2 separate regions of the Ovis aries genome follow, and region 1 is linked to region 2. The links are chromatin contacts, called in public Hi-C maps. All regions are on one chromosome and are shown on one strand. The core of a region is the stretch at or near the end of the contact, and the rest is flanking DNA. Distances in the headings are between cores, read along the strand shown.

The links. A called contact is a pair of places that touch in the nucleus more often than the background predicts.
Region 1: a contact with region 2 is called in a Hi-C map of liver, with 3 times the contacts expected there. The contact joins the promoter of PRX here to the enhancer-like site in region 2. A contact is called at or near these places in 2 of 16 Hi-C or Micro-C datasets (liver and skin fibroblasts).

The regions. Positions count from the first base shown.
Region 1 is chr14:49,168,245-49,171,145 of ARS-UI_Ramb_v3.0, reverse strand. It overlaps PRX (periaxin), which reads left to right and starts at 1,350. Exons shown (of 7, transcript XM_027978313.3): 1 at 1,350-1,399.
Region 2 is chr14:49,093,604-49,096,554 of ARS-UI_Ramb_v3.0, reverse strand. It overlaps AKT2 (AKT serine/threonine kinase 2), which reads left to right. Exons shown (of 14, transcript XM_060398079.1): 1 at 1-2,951. Among named protein-coding and RNA genes, the nearest start is that of AKT2, 9.0 kb to the left of the region's middle. Within about 2 kb of position 1,559, at least 4 of the 54 cell types and tissues checked have an H3K27ac peak or open chromatin away from gene starts, as enhancers often do. A contact at or near this core is called in liver, where this site is marked.

The DNA of each region.
Region 1 (2,901 bases), core at 101-2,600, 75 kb before region 2:
TCTGGGATCCTGCCAGCCGGTCTCTGGTCCCCCAAGCCCCTCAGGAGTGGGCCCCAACTGCTCAGGGTGGGGAGGGGGCTGCTGAGGGGCCAGCTAAGCTGATGTGAAAGGTGAGGGTGCCCCCTCTGCTGAGGGCCTGGAGGCCGAGCCCGGGTGGACAATGGGCCGGAAGCTGCTGATGTGCATTTTGGGGGTAATCCCCGGCCTCAGCCCAGCCCCGGCCCCAGGCTCCAGCTCAGAGAGCCAGGAGCATCCGAGGCAGCAGCCGGGTGGGTGTGAGGGGCATGTGGGAATACCTATGCTCCCTGTGCCGCCCCCCGGGGTCTGGTGAGTCAGGGCCGGCTTGGGGCCAGGGGCCGGGGGATCAGGGTGCGGCCTGGTGGCCTTGGTTTGGGAGTTGGGCAGATGTGGGTTCAAATCCCGGTGCTACCTACTACCTGAAGTGGGTGACCTTGGGTGTCACTCCCCTCTCTGAGCCTCCTTGGCTGTTATATGAAGGGGACAGGGCATATTGCAGGGTCTTGGCGGTCCTGTAGAACTGTGGTTGGATCCCAGCCCCAGCACTTTCTGGATTTTTAACTAAAAACTGGGCTTTCATCTGCCTGTCTTGCATCCCTGATTCCAGGGGCCAAGCTTTGGGTGCCCAGCATGGTACATGATAGATGTCCCCCCAAGTGGCAACTCCATTAAACAGAGAAGTGGGGCTCCTGATCCAGTCCCACTCAAGCCAAAAGTCCGCTGACAAGTCTAGCTGGTCCCCTAATTTGTTTGAATAATACAAAATGCGTATAAGTAGCAGTCACTCTGTGCCAGGAGCTTTTGAAAGTTTTTCGTCTCTTTTCACTCATTTTATCTTCACAACAAACCCATAAGGCAGACACTTCTGTGATCCTTGTTTTAGAGATGGAGAAACTGAGGTGCAGAAAGATGCCGTGACTTGCCGAAGGTCACACAGCCAGGACACGGCTGAGCTGGGATTTGAACCCACATTAACTGGGAGAGAGAGTGGAGTTTATTTTTAGGGGCCCCAGGAACCAGCAGGGCCATGCCTGGGTCTGGAAGCCAGGGAATGGTGTTGGTAGGAGGCTAGTCTCCCATGGTACTAGCAACCTGTCAACCCCAGGATCAGGGCTCACGGTGGAGGTCTCAGCCCAGGCGAGGACGAGCAGCTGTCTAGGCTTCTCCTCTGTGGCTCCCACCTCCTGGCGGGTGGATGTGGCTGGGAGAAGGGGATGTTTGTTTCCCCACCACCCACCCCCTGGTGATGTCATATCTCGGCAGCCAATGGCTGGGGTCTCCCCCTCCTCCCCCTCCCCATACCTTTTCCCCCCCAGCCTGTGACCGGGGCTGAGCAGACAGACCGGACCTGGGAGCTCTCGAGCTGTCTGGAGGCCTAGTGGTAAGAGATGAGCCAGCCAGTTCCCATCCTGGCCAAGCTAAGAAGCTGTGGGAATGAGACCCAGGATCCTGGGAGGGTCTGGGAGGGTGTCTGGGGCTCAGGAGGCTGCAAGGTGTAGGAGTTAAAGGTACAGACTTTGAAACCAGACCCTGGGTTCAAATCCCAGTGTTCTCTTCTTTCTGGCTGTGTCGCTTTGGGCAAGATACTGCATTCATTGTGCCTCTGCTTTCTCACCTCTAAAATGGGCTGATGGGACTGCCCCGGTGGTCCAGTCTTTCTGTGCTTCCACTGCGGGGGCACAGGTTCCATCCTCGCTGGGGAAGTTCCACCTATCTCAAAGTGCAGCCAAGAAAAAGGCAGGGGGGCTGATGGAGGCCACCTCACAGGGCTGACACGAGAGTAAATGAATTGCTGCTTATAAAGAGCTGGGGCTGGATGCTGAGGGTGGGACAGGCCTTTTGGTCCCTGGAATAGAGTGCTGGGGAGGCAGTTATGATCTTGCTGGTTTGGAAGCTGGTACCCAAGCTGGATCTTGTCCCTCACCCAAAGTTCCTCTTTGGTAGCAGAGAAAGTGGGGCCACTGTGGGCAAAGGCTGGATATGAGACACTTTAAGATACTCAGCCCCCTGCCTCCCACACACAATTGCCTTCAGAGATTAGTTGCTATTACTTGAGCTCTTATACTGTATACTCCGAATATTCTAAGCACCTGCTGTTATCTCATAATTCCTCAAAGCCACTGTTATTGGCTCCATTTTACAGAGGAAGAAACTGAGGCCCTGAGAGGTGAAATTCAAACCTTGCCCCAGTATTCAAACCTGAGGAGTGCTGGAGCTGGGCCTAAATGAGGCACCCAGAGGCCACTGCCAGAATGCCTCCCCCTCCGCATCACTAGATGGCCTCAGATATCTCAGATATCTGGGGGCCTGGATGAGTCAGGTTAACCTCTCACTCCCACTGCAGGGGCTCCAGGTCACTCTGGTCTTCGGGGTGGCTGAGGCTGTGAGTGGGGAGAATTCTTAAGTGACGTTGGTGCCAGGCATGGGGGTGGTGGGAGAAGGTACAGTGAGGCAAAGCTGGGGGCTTCCTCAGCAGGAAGGGCAGGAGTGACATCTTAAATGAGCATCTGAGTTGTGACTTCCCCAGGGAGGTGTTGTTAGGATTTAATGAGCCCAGGCAGGGAAGAATCTTTGCACACAGTGAATGCTCAAGAAAGGGGATTCTCAGAATTCTGGAAGCTCAGGAATGGATCAGGGAAGTGCCACAGGAGCTCAAGAAATCGGCAGTTAGCCTCTGGAGAGTACTGCCTAGCCTTGATTCCCCAGGGAAGCCCCATTAGAGCTTCCCCTAACACAGGTCAGGCCCGCCCCCTGGGCACCTCCCTACCCCTCCTTCCCCTGCCTAGTGGGACAGCCAGAGCTGGGAACAGAGAGTGCCCCGGGTTGTGGGGTAGCGGGGGCGGGGTGGGGGGGCTTCCTTCCGAAGCTGCTCCCACCCAATCC
Region 2 (2,951 bases), core at 310-2,809:
GGGCCTGTGGGATTTTAGTTCATCGAACAGCGGTTGAACCAGCACCCCCTGCATTGGAGGCCCAAAATCTTAACCACTGGACCACCAGGGAGGTCCCCTTGTTTGGCCTTCTTTATGGTCTGTTATGATTAGAGCTTGAGCTGTTTTGATTAACAGCAACCGTATGATCTTGGGCAAGTTACTCAACCTCTCTGAGCTCGAGTTTCCTCTTCACTAAGGTGAGAGTAATGGCAGCATCTTATTGTGAGGACCAAATGAGTCAGTTCTTGTGAAGGGCTCAAACAGTGCCTGGCATGGCGTGGTTTTCTCATCTGTCTCTGAAACTGATGATTTTCTGCATCAGCCTTAGCACCACCACCGAAAGAACCCCTTAATGACATTATCATTGACTACAAAAAAGAGCTTTAGGAGTTACTCTTATTTTAATTCTAAATTTATAACAAAGTAGCAGGAATAGAACAAGTACTTCCTATATTCTCTTCAGCCAGATTTGCCAACTGTTTGCTCCATTCTCTCTTCTCCCCGACACCACACACACACACACACACACACACACACTGTGGTTTTGAACAATTTGAGAGTTCACTTGAACATCATGTCCCTTTACCTGACAATACTTCAGTGTGTATTTCCTAAGAACAAGAACATTTTCTTTCATAATCACAGTACAACTATCGAAACCAAGAAATTTAACAAGGATACAGTGCTCTTCTTATCTGAACCCTAGTTCATATTCTGGTTTCATCAACCGTCCCTGTAATGTTCGTTATTGCCATGTTTTTTCCTTGGCTCAGAATCCAGTTCCAATCACGTGTTGCGTTTAGGTGTCCTGTCAGAGTTTCCTTTCAAACAGTGAATGTTTCCATAACAGCCTGAAGGTCCAACTTTCTCCAGGAAGGCTTGAAGCCTGCCAGACAGCTGGGTTCCGGCGGGGATGGCCGTCTCACGTGGTGCCATCTGGTGGCAGCAGCGTGAATAGCGTTTTATAAATCATCCTGTTAGGCTGCTGTGAAATGAGTCCCTTCCTGATGAGCTAAAAAGAAATCCAGTGATATTCACATCATCTTAATTTTTCTTAATAATATGGGAAGCTATGTTTTAAATATTTATGTAACTCAAACCCACATACTTTAATTAGCATTGAAAATGAGGTTTCGCCATGTCTCAAATCTGGATCCATGCATGTGAAGTCCAATGCTATGGGTAAAAGTGTGGTCTTGGCCTGACATCTTTGGGAATGGATCTGGGCGCCACAACATTCGGGTATGTGGTATTTTTCCCGAGGCTTTCCCTCTCTGGGCCTATGTTTACTTCTGCAAAATAGGCCTTACAGAGACTTCTACCCACAGGAACATATTCAGGTCATGGATATAGTTTCCAGCATGTGCCTGATATATGAGAATTCTTCCATAAAGGTTAATGGATTATTATTATTTGTTCAAATTTTTTTTTTTTGTGAGCAGACAAGCTCAGACATGAAGTAACATTCACCCCAGTACAGAGCTTTAACCTTCCTAATCAAAACCACATTCAGTCAACAAATATTTATTGATTCCCCAGGTCTCAACCGGTGCGTAGGCAATGTTCTAGACACTGGGAATACAGCCCAAGACAAAGCCTTTGCCCTCATGGGCAAGTTTATGTTCCAGTGTTGGGGGAAGACAGTTACAAAATAAAAAAAAATTTTCTTCTTTAGTGTTAAGCACTAGGTAGAGAATTCAAATATGCTGAAAAGGAGGGACAGCATAGCTCTTTTGGATTCAGAGTGACCAGGGAAAGCCTCTCTAAAGAGGAGATTTGAACTGAGTTCTGAAAGACAGAAGTCAGTCCTGCAAAGATCAGGATCCGGGAGGGTGACCAGTCCAGGTAAAAGGAACAGCGAGTGCAAAGGCCCTGAGGTGGGAACATGCTTGTCTTTTTGGTGGGGCAGAGAAAAGGTTAGTGTGTCTAGGATGTGGTGGTAAAGGGCGAGAGAAGCTTGAGATCAAGTTAGGCAGACAGCCAGGGGGGCTCACACAGGTCTCTGAAGACAATGGTGAGGTCTTCAGCTTTTATTTCACAATATGAAAAGCCATGTGTGTGTCAGAGCAGACCAATAAGGCGTTCAGCCTTACTGAGAGTAGAGAAAGTTTCATCCCAAGGTCTGCAGCAAAGCACATTTAGCCTCACCTCAGACGTTTGGGAAATCTCTGATGTGTTAAAAAGTTGAGTGTCGGGACTTCCCTGGAGGTCCAGTGATTAAGACTCTGCACTTCCACTGCCGGGGACTCGGGTTTGATCCCTACTCGGGGAACTAAGATCCTACATACTGTGTGGTGCGGTCAAAACAACACAAAAGTTGAATGTGCATGGTTCATAGTATCTTCCATTAGAATTTTTGAAGATAAAACATTTTATAAAAAAGAAATTGGAACCAACATTTACAGAAGCCCTGAGGCTCATCTGTACTACTGCCAAAACACTTAAAATGACTCTAAAAAGATCTTTCCGACACAGTAGTGCCTAGGGTGGGGCTTAGTAACTTCTGGTTGGGGAGTCAAAGATATTATTTCAACATTTCTGTATAACATGGGAAAGTCTTTTAAATAAAAAACTTTTTTTTTTTTTTTAACAGTGCCAGACTTCTTTGAGAATCTGATCAATACTATGGACTTTCTCCTCTGAAAATGCTCTGCTTAGGATGAAGAAAGGGGGAAATCTTAAGTCTTGCTGCTTGTATCCCCTGATTACTCATGTAGCAAGGAGGGTACATTTGCCAATGGCCATCTCCACCACTGCCAAGCATAGACCCCACCCCCCCAGCTCTTATGGGGTGGAGTGGAAGTCACCCCATTTGGGGCTACCAGGAGGATCTTTTTTAAAAAGTATTCATTGGTTGGGCCGTGCACTGTATCATGCAGGGTCTGTGTTCCAATGCGTGGTCTCTCTGGTTGTGCTGTGCAGGCTCAGTT